Regions from separate parts of the Zea mays genome. Here all the other regions are linked to region 3. A link is a contact called in public Hi-C data. All regions are on one chromosome and are shown on one strand. The core of a region is the stretch at or near the end of the contact, and the rest is flanking DNA. Distances in the headings are between cores, read along the strand shown.

The links. A called contact is a pair of places that touch in the nucleus more often than the background predicts.
Region 1: a contact with region 3 is called in a Hi-C map of leaf, with 10 times the contacts expected there. The contact joins the promoter of LOC100191530 here to the promoter of LOC100192481 in region 3. A contact is called at or near these places in 10 of 25 Hi-C or Micro-C datasets (bundle sheath, ear, leaf and 3 more) and 1 of 3 datasets of contacts at active chromatin or transcription factors (leaf).
Region 2: a Hi-C map of ear shows a contact between it and region 3, with 3 times the contacts expected there. The contact joins the promoter of LOC103640847 here to the promoter of LOC100192481 in region 3. A contact is called at or near these places in 2 of 25 Hi-C or Micro-C datasets (ear and leaf).

What each region holds. Positions count from the first base shown.
Region 1 is chr1:183,425,108-183,428,699 of Zm-B73-REFERENCE-NAM-5.0, forward strand. LOC100191530 reads right to left here and starts at 1,706. Exons shown (of 7, transcript NM_001136961.2): 1 at 1,508-1,706; 2 at 1,082-1,159; 3 at 816-983; 4 at 166-214. The coding sequence starts at 1,552.
Region 2 is chr1:183,446,418-183,449,880 of Zm-B73-REFERENCE-NAM-5.0, forward strand. LOC103640847 (aspartyl protease AED1) reads left to right here and starts at 1,538. Exons shown (of 2, transcript XM_008664312.4): 1 at 1,538-1,788; 2 at 2,298-3,463. The coding sequence starts at 1,584.
Region 3 is chr1:183,672,857-183,676,108 of Zm-B73-REFERENCE-NAM-5.0, forward strand. It overlaps LOC100192481, which reads left to right and starts at 1,343. Exons shown (of 5, transcript NM_001137701.1): 1 at 1,343-1,416; 2 at 2,570-3,252. The coding sequence starts at 2,682.

The sequences.
Region 1 (3,592 bases), core at 456-2,955, 250 kb before region 3:
TCTTACACAGCTCTTTGATAGGACTGAGGTAAAAAGTGCATGTGTTCATGGGTCTAAGATCCAAAATATCAATATCTTTACTTTTGAAGCAAACTTCCACCATACAAGAGCATGTTCTAATATGTAGAGCACTGAGGTAAAAAATGCAAAGTAGAACTATGTTACCTTGTGCTTGAAGTTCTTGAACCCATTTCTTCGCACGCGTAAAAGAGGCCTATAATGCATAAAATTAATAATGAGTACTGCTATTCATATGTGCACACCACAATATTAGTAATTTAGTATGCCTCAAGATTAAAAGCAGAAAAAAAGATTAGATTAAATTTTTTCATGGAGAAAATCAGAATAAATTTAAGGTTGCTTGATACATAAGACAAGTCAAGGTTAATGGCTTGGTAGCATCGAAAGTTATGGAATTTTGTTCTGATTTAGGTTGCTCTTGAAATGCAGACAGAAAAAGGTGCAAACATCCAGTTGCTCTAGGTTTACAACATCATACTGATTCATTTATGCCGACTTATTCAGTACAAAACGCACCCTCGAAGGGTACAATACATGAAGTTGGGAAACCTATAACATTGCATCTTTGCACAGCTCAGAGCAGAGTCAATTAACAGTTTGATCGCTATACGCTGTAAAATCAAAGTTGGATGCGAAGCTAAGCAATCGTGGCACACAAAGAAGGATGCAGAACACTGCTTCCAGTTATTATTTCATTTCAGTAGTATTGACGCATTTCAGTTCTGGACTCAACAATGAGGCAGAGAACTACAATGTGTGTATTAACCGGTACTGATTCAAGTCGTTGTACTGACCGCGTTCGTGATGTCGTAGACAACTATGGCAGCCGCAGCGCCCCGGTAATACATGGGAGCCAAGCTGTGGTACCGCTCCTGCCCCGCCGTGTCCCATATCTCGAACTTGACCGTCTCGTCGTTCACCGCCAGGGTCTGCGAGAAGAAAGCCGCGCCGATGGTGGATTCCTGCGGCCAAACGAAACAGCACGTTCAAGCACCCACTCTGTATCACGATCCTGCTGAACCCAGAGGCAATCCGCGTTTGAAGGGTCGAAGAATCTCACCTGGAACTCGACGAACTGGCCTTTCACAAACCGGAGGACCAGGCTGGACTTGCCGGCGCCCACGTCCCCAAGAAGAACCTGGGCGGGGTACAATAGAACCGAGCAGAGGAAGCAAGCGCGTGTCAGCGTCCGCAGGGTCGCCGTACAAAGAAACAAACCCTAAAGTTCCTAGCTAAGAGGGGAAAAGGAAAGAAAGAAAAGATGCGATCTTTACACGATCGCTGCGAAGTCCATCCCCCGCCCCCTCTCTCAAGAAACCCCGAGAGGGAACTCGCAGGTCGCCGTTCCGTCAGGGGAACAGAGCGGAGGGGCGAGCCACGGACTCCTCCGGCTGGTAGTTGACTGGAATCCAGACACGAAACCGGGAGGAGCGGGGCGTGAACGGATCGAATTCGAGGGCTCGGGGGGGCGTGGATGATTCCTCACCAGCTTGGCGTTGCGGATCTTGTTGCCGCCCGCGGTTGCCGCCATCGAGCGAATCACGGTTCGGGATCGGAGCAGCTGCCGGAGGAGTTAGGGGGAGAGGGGCTCCGGTGAGGTGGGGTGGGGTGGGATGGGATCGGACGAAGATGAAATCACGCGCGCGCAAGGGAGAGAGGCAGCTTGCTGTTGCCGTTCCGCGTGGTCTGGTTTTTGTTAGCGTGCCGTGTTGCCTCCTCCTCTCTGATTATCATCCGCTAATATACCATGGACCCCACATGTCATTGACTCATGTGGACCCACATGTAAGTGAGATAGTAATGGTATGGATCCAAAGTGGTGATCTTTTAATGGTATGGATCCAAATTTCCTGTAATTAAAAGGTCCCCCTCTCTGTAACTGTAATATGCCATTGCCATCTACCAACTGACCAGGACCAACCAGGCTGCGCCTGCGCCGACATGGTCGTCGCGAACAGAAAGACGACGTACGTGGAACGCAAAGACTGAGAAATGGAATGTGAATGTTCAACTTTTGCACACGAACCTACTACAGCTGGCTCTTTCTAGAATGATTTCTGCTTTGTCACGTGTTCTGTACCCAAATTTTTCCTACTAATACCACTTGTGGGTCCTTACCCTGAGAGGGATTACGATTTTTATCGCTGTTTGAACACTGATCGTGGTTTTTTTATAATTATTTTAAACAAGTAACTACATCCGAAAATGTAACATAACACTGATAATTCACTTTAAAAATACAATGATACTTCACTATACTCAATTTTATAAGTTATCATTTTAATTAAGCATACATATTTTAATCGAAACATTATATCATATCAATATTGGTAATTTGAATTATAAGCGCTTGATATATAAATGTCACATCCGACTCCTATAGCCAATTATTAGTAAAAAAATAACTAAATAAAAATAAACTAGACGAAGATAACTTTTCTCCACATGCACGGTTGAATGAGAGACGACACATATAGTCGTCCTTTGGTGATGTATGTTCGTGATCTGACCAATGATTATAGCAAAAGCGAGGACATCTACGGTTAGTACTTAGCAATCATGTAGAAAAAAATATAATGTTTATCAAGGAAAAAGTCTAGGGCTAAGCATTAGCTTGTAATTAAGTTGGTCAAACTTTATTAAGTTTAAGTAAATACAAATCCAATTAGGTAAATGATTATAACCAAACTTGTTGGGTACCTGTTTCCCAAAGAAGGCATGAAGGCCTTAAAAAACGGCTCACAAACCGAGCGATCCACCTGCCAAGTACCTCTACGTAAAGGTCTAAAAGGCCTCCCGGGTGAAAGTCACCTAGAGGGGGTGGATAGGCGAAACCTGCAAATTATAATTCTAAATCCAAACTAGATCCCTTGATTAGTGGTTAGAACAAGATTCACAATTATCAGAGTATAAAAGCTAAGTCCTTTGCTTGCAATGAGAATTGTTTTTAAAGAGTGCGGAATTTAATCAATAGCAATACTACTAGAAATGTTGGTGGAGAATAGTGCAAGAGGGCTTAGATAAGAAGAGGATAAACACAAGTTCTTTCTTACAAGGAGTTGCTTCTCTAAATGAGAATTTAACTTGAAGCAACACAAAATAATATTAGCAAAGAGTAGTGCAATTCTTTCTTACAAGGAGTTGCTTCTCTAAATGAGAATTTAACTTGAAGCAACACAAAATAATATTAGCGAAGAGTAGCGCAAGAGAACTTAAAAAAGGGAGAGAACGAACAAATCACAAGCAATAAACACAAGAGACACGAGTGATTTATTTTACCGATGTTCGGCCCTCGAAGGCCTAGTCCCCGTTGAGGAGTCCACTAAGGACGGGTCTCTTTCAATCCTTTCCCTCTCTCCACCGATCACTAAGACCGACGAGCTCTTCTTCTTCTTCTCAAGGATCACTTAAGACCTCGCAAGGATCACCACACTCTTAGGTGTCTCTTGCTAGCTTTACAAGCCTCTAAAACTTTGGAGGAAGTTCAATGGGAGTCAAAACTCCACGCACAAATGAACACAAGATGTAGCACACACTTTCTCTCAATGAATCTCACAAGGCACTATTGCTA
Region 2 (3,463 bases), core at 288-2,787, 230 kb before region 3:
GACCCGCCATCGCTATCCCTCGGGGGTCATCGTCACTCGCTGGCCCCGGGGAACTGGCGTCGCTCGCACACTCGGTGGAATCACCGCCGCTGCTAAAAATCTAATCCTTTACAACCTTGGGTGCTTTATAGACGTCCGGACCTGGTGCGGCTGAACCGGATGGCACCATTGGGTCAGGGCTTTCTCTAGTTATTGGAAATCAGGGCTTTAGATATATAAACTATATATATATAATTTCTAGTTAATTTCAAACTAATTTAACAATAGAAAATAGTAGTTATATTTATAGTTTCATAGACCACATCAATACAACACAAAATTAACATAATTCATCACTCATTAATACATCATCAATTCACAATTCACTCAAATACTCATCAGTTTAACCTACAGTCATAGTAGCACATACCAATTTAACACATGAAAACAATTCATCACTCATCAATTTAACTTATAGGCTATAGACACCACACATGTGATAGCTTGTTTAACTCGCGAGTTGGCTCGTTAAACCTCAGCTCTTGAAAAATTAAAACGAGTCGATCCAAACTGATCCAAGCTAGCCACGAACCGAATGAGTCAACGGACCACGAACATTTGGTCTAGCCCTACCTGGTAGTGACCAAACGTAAAGTGGCGACGCTGGGCCACACGGTGCGGTGGAAGTGGACCGAGTGGCAACCCACGCGGCTAGGGAGGAGTGAGCGATGGTTGGAAAAAATGAGGCCCGTTGAGGGAAGGGAGATGGCCCATTGTTTCCATTTTCTTTTATTTTTAGTTTCAAAATTTTCAAATTCAAATTTTAAACCTCAAATCAAATGCACAACTAAAGTTTATCATAATGCATCAACAATTATATTTATTTATTTGTTATTTAATAATTTTAATCATCTACACAATGATTTATAAGTGTTAAATAAACAAGAAATTGATTTATAAGTGTTAAATAAACAAGAAATTCACATAGTCACATAATTAAAAGGAGTTCTTTATTTCTATAAAATTCGGTGTTACAATTATTATATCCAAATAATGCTTCTCAAAAACCGTGATACCTTTTAAGATGGTTAAAACTACCGTATTGACATGACAATTGTAAAATATATAGTAATGTAAAAACCCATGATTTTGAGTAACATTGTTGCCAAACAGGCTCTAATCGTGCAATGCATTCGTGTAATGCATAATTGCATATATAGCATATAGCGATCAGTATGGACACGTTTGACATTGTCTTGCTCGATCATAGCTGATCTGCCATTCAAGGAAGCTAACAGCATGCCAGCAAGTCGTGACTCCCAATAATGCTGTGCCTTTGCAATTGCATTGCATTGCGGGGAGCATGCATGTCGCCACAGCAAGTCGTGAGTTCCAATGACAGTATTTTGCGTGCTATCCTAGGTTACAATTTTCGCTGCGTCGTGATTTCCGCGACGTACGTATGTGTGACGTGAGATGTTTCGTAACGCGTCCTTGTCCCTCTCTCTCTCTCTCTCTTTCTCTCTATATATACACCTAGCTACACCATCGTGTACGTACGTAGCCACACACTAGCTAGCAGTATACCACAGTAATACAGTATAATGGCTCCTTCCTCCATTGCTTCGCTTCTCTTCTTGTGCATGCTCCTTCTGCTTCCTGCTCAGCATGGCGCCTCGTCCTCCCATGCAAGCTACAAGGTAGGGTCCAGCCAAACCTTTTTCAAGACAAGAAGCAAGTCATCTGGCAACTCAAAGAAGGCGGCTTCCGCGACGCCTACTGCAACCACCTGCTCGTCCATCGCAACTGGTATATTATATATAGAGAGATAATCGTATATATATATTTATATTAAAATTGAAGAATATAATATTAATGTCCCGTGTTGATGTACTTACATTTAGCATGCTAGTGGATATATGATTTTTATCAGTACGATGATGTGGATATTCACTTATATTCTAGTAGCTCTCCCCATGTAATAATTTGGTTTAGATAGTGAGTTTAAAAAGGACTCCTATGGCATCTTTAGGAGCAAGGATTAGAGAGAATTAGGGCGCCCAATTAAAATCATCTTTCTATTTAACATTGAAATTAAATATAAAGGAGATTTTAGCCACATCAATCCCCTTCTCCTAAACAAGCCGTTAGATATACACTTAGGGCCTATTCGTTTACTTTAGAATAGTTCCCTTTGGAATTGTTTCAGCTGAAACGATAGGTTTATTTATGTCAGCATTGGTACGATTAGATGGAATAGTTTCAGGCCTCAATCCTAAGTAACCGACCCCTTACATATTTCGAACTTCTATTTACAGGCCTAGGCAACAACAAGCTACCTATAGTGCACCGGCAGAGCCCATGCTCGCCGTTGCACGGGCTGCCGTCCCTAACGGCGGCAGATGTCTTGCGTCGTGACACCTCCCGCATCCGGCGCCGCTTCGCCTCACAATCGTCGTCCGTGGTGGCTTCTCTTGCGTCGGCCCTGGCCCCGGCCCCGGCGCCGGCAGCCACCATAATCCCCATAGACGGCTCACCGGACGCGGGCGCACTGGACTACACCGTGAACGTCGGCTATGGCACGCCGGAGCAGCAGTTCCCGATGTTCCTGGACACCATCTTCGGCGTGTCCCTGGTCTTGTGCAAGCCGTGCGCCCCAGGTTCCACCAGCTGTGACCCGGCGTTCGACACATCGCAGTCCACGACGTTCACCCACGTCCCCTGCGACTCGCCGGACTGTCCTTCGACGGCCAACTGCTCCGCTGGCTCCGTCTGTCCGTTCAACCTCTTCTTCGTCGAGGGCACTTTCTCTCAGGACGTGCTCACGGTGGCGCCGTCCGTGGCCGTCCAAGACTTCACCTTCGTCTGCCTGGACGCAGGCGCTTCTGATGGTATGCCAGAGGTCGGGACCCTCGACCTCAGCCGCGACCGGAACTCGCTACCGTCGCGGCTGGCTGGTTCCGCTTCCGCCGCCTTCTCCTACTGCATGCCACAGTACCCGGACTCCCCAGGCTTCCTCTCCCTCGGCGACGACGCCACTGTCAGAGGAGACAACTGCACCGCGCACGCACCGCTGCTGAGCAGCGACGACCCCGACCTGGCAAACATGTACTTCATCGACGTCGTCGGGATGAGCCTCGGCGACGTGGACCTCCCGATCCCGTCGGGCACCTTCGGCAACAACGCCAGCACCATCGTGGAAGCGGGGACCACCTTCACCATGTTGGCACCGGACGCGTACACGCCGCTGCGCGACGCCTTCCGGCAGGCGATGGCGCAGTACAACCGCTCAGTGCCGGGGTTCTACGACTTCGACACGTGCTACAACTTCACCGGGCTGCAAGAGCTCACCGTGCCGCTCGTCGAATTCAAGTTCGGCAATGGCGACAGCCTGCTCATCGATGGGGACCAGATGTTGTACTACGACATCCCCAGCGAGGGTCCGTTCACCGTGACTTGCCTTGCCTTCTCTACCTTGGACGTC
Region 3 (3,252 bases), core at 93-2,592:
TTAGGTCCACCCACTGGTTGTTAGCTTGGGAGATCGATGACTAGATGATGAGACGAAGGGCATCCATCCGTCCGTCCGTCCGTCTCTAACCACAGTCAGCACCCAGGCCATGCATGCAAACCTTTGATTTGAAGAGAGGTTACTAGCTAGTAAGCATCAACGCCGTACGTGCGGCTAGCTAATAAGCCAGCTCTGCAATTTGGTGCACAAAGAAATGAGGGGAGGGTCTGGTCTGGTTGGTGGACCCGTGCCACCGCGTAAGCTCGTGGACCACCCAACGAGGAGGAGGTGGTGGGGACGGGAATGCAATTGCAAGGAAGAAGAAAGGGGGAGGGGAGGGGAGATGGCCCCCGCCCGCCACTAATTGTTTTTGGGGTTGGGGGTGTCACACGTGATAAATCCCCTTCGCCTGCCTCCATGCCTTTGTCCTCAGATGATCTCTCTCTCTCTCTCTCATGATTCTGCGTATCTCGCCCATCAGCTGTAGCTGGCATCAGAACCAACGGAAAAGGGCAGCAGGGTGCACTATAGGAGCGGGCACTGATGGAGTGATGGGAGTCGTCACCAGTGATTTCCAACGCGATCCATCTCCAGCTTTTTCATCAGTCTTGTTTTTACTGCACGAGACAAACCAATCTTCATCACAAATCAGTTTTTTTTTACTGCACAAGAGAAGCCATAGCAGGCCAGCACAAGGGCTCGCTATAGCTAAGGTAGATAGATATAGACAGCGAACGATATGTAAAACGAGCGAGAGATGCAGATGCCTAGGCTTTGTCGTAAAGAAACAACTCGGCGGCAAGTAGCTGGAGAGGAGACGGCTCCTACTCCTGCTCTGCTCCTGTGGTGGTTACACCAGCAAATAAACTCCAAGCTGCCCCAACAGTAGCGAAGGGAAGGGAGGGAGGGGTTAGTTAACCCTGGCCTGCCCAGCAACCAATTCATACATTTAATTTAATAAAGTGGGGGCAAAAAATCATTTCTTTTTTGGAGGGAGGAGGCACGCATTATTCCATATTTGGTGCTGTTGTTAGTGGGTGCTGCTATAGCCAAGCACAGCTTCAGCTCCAGCTTCTTGTCCCCTCCCAGCCCTTTTCCATATCACTCGAGGTCAAGGAGGAGAGGGAGGGAGCTCAGACTCTTGCCTGCCTGGTGCTCTGCAGAGGAGAGAGAGGAGGAAGAGGAGGAAAGGGAGCTATAGATTAGCTCCTTTTTTTTCTTTCTTTCTGGAGCTGTTATTTTATCCGGGGAAGGATCTGGTTTTGTCCCCCGTATTGGGAGGATTTATTATCTTTCTCCTTCTTCCCCCTCCCCTCGACCCTCTCAGCCTCACCAGGATCAGCTTTGTTGCTGCGGAGGCAATCCCTGTCGCCTGCTCCCTCCCCATGAGAGTACCACGCCACGCACACCCTTCAGGTCCAGCTCGCCTCCCCTCCCATTTTCTCAGTACAATCTGCACCATGCTGCTGCATGAGCAGACGGAATTCTTCTATCTGGTTCGCCCGATGAGAAGAAAAAAAAAAGTAGTCTGAATTCTGCTTTCTCACGCTTGCTGTTCATCGCTTCCCGAGCCGATTAGCAGAGAGTCGGTAGGGTGCTGCTGTTTCTTCTCTCTGAATTTGGATGGAGAGACTGAGCTCCGAATTCAGTTTCGACACGGACGCGGGACGATGAATCAGTTGGTCTTTTTTTTTTCTTTTTCTTGTGCTGCTGTTGGGTTTTCTGAGATTGAGGTGGTGGCACGCGCACGCGCTCACCAAAGTTCTTCCTTCCCTCGCTCTGCCGTACGCACCGACGACCAAAGTTACTGATGATGCTGCCGAACCACGTAGTATCCCGGTTCCTTCGAATTCTCTCTTTGTTTCTAGCGTTGGGGCCCTCGGGGTTGGGGATGGATGAATTCTCCGAATTCCCCCTTCCTCTTTGGATGTTTCTACCATTGGAAGAAAGCCAAGCTCTGTTCCCTTTACTCCTGCCCTTTTTTTATGTGGTTCTATTTGTGCTGTGTTGCAATTACTTATTACTGCACCCCAAGTGCGTTTTTCGACCAAGGAAATCTTACGTCTTTTCATCTTCTTCTCTGTTATCTAGTATTATACAGCCGCATCTGTTGTTGCAGCTGTTCGGATTGGTATAGCTGCAATCCGTAGAAATACTGTGCCAGTCACAACTGAATTAAAGCTGCGGGTGTTTTTTTTTTTTTGCCTCCTAATTCTCTCCTGCTTTCAGCCACTTTTACGTCGTGAATATATAGTTTCTACTAGAATTTTTTTTGTTGTTTTTGTTGTGTGTGCCTCAAGACCGTGGACGAGGAGGCTAAGCAGTTTTATCTCTTCTCCCAGATTGAACAGAAAAAGGGCTTATTAGTTCGAATTATTTGATTTTTGGTTTCTTGAGGCGTGTGATTGTTTGTCTTGGTATAGCAGATCGAATTTTGTTTCGTACTAAACCGTTTTTTGCGAACAAAGTTTCTGTTTTTTTTTGGGTACTAAATCGGCGTGTCATTTATACTGCTGCAGAGAAGAGAGAACTTATAATCGATCTTGGATTTCTTGTGACTCGATTTCAGGAACGCCGTAAGCTGAAGCTTTCAGTCGGCTGCTGAAACCTCGTTCATCAGTCAGTCTCCAAGGCGGTTCGATCGTGGTGGCCATCATCAGCCGAGCGGCCAGAGCTGCACGATGGCTACCTACTACTCGAGCCAGGGCAGTGAAAGGGAGCCGTCGCAGAACATGTACTCCAGAGACCCCGGCAATGGCACCGCGTCCTACCCTCCTCTGCCGTCGGCTCTGGGGAACTTGCTCTACTTGAACAGCCCGGCTTCTGGCGGGCCGTACACGGATTTCGGCGGCGTCCAGCAGGACTGCATCGAGATGCCTGAACCTGGACATCCTTCGGTGATGTCCCATGACTCGTCTGCCAGGGAGATCGAGCCCGACATGCTGGGGCAGCAGCGGCGCTCGTTCGGCCTAGCCAGAGGCATGAAGGACGAGGTGCTGATGCGCATGATGGATGGATCAGGATCACATAGCAGCGCAGCCGATGCCATCCATGACGACGCCCCGAATGGCATACAGCTCGATTTCGGCGTTCTGGGCAGCCACGGCCCGCCGGCGCAGGGCGGCCAAGGCTCCTTGTCTCTGAGCCTCAACACGCACATCATGGCGCCTGCCTTGCCGTACTGGCCTGTCGTCAAGGCAGACATGCTGTCGCCGCACTCCTACGACCATGGCTGCGGCGGCGGCAGCGGCG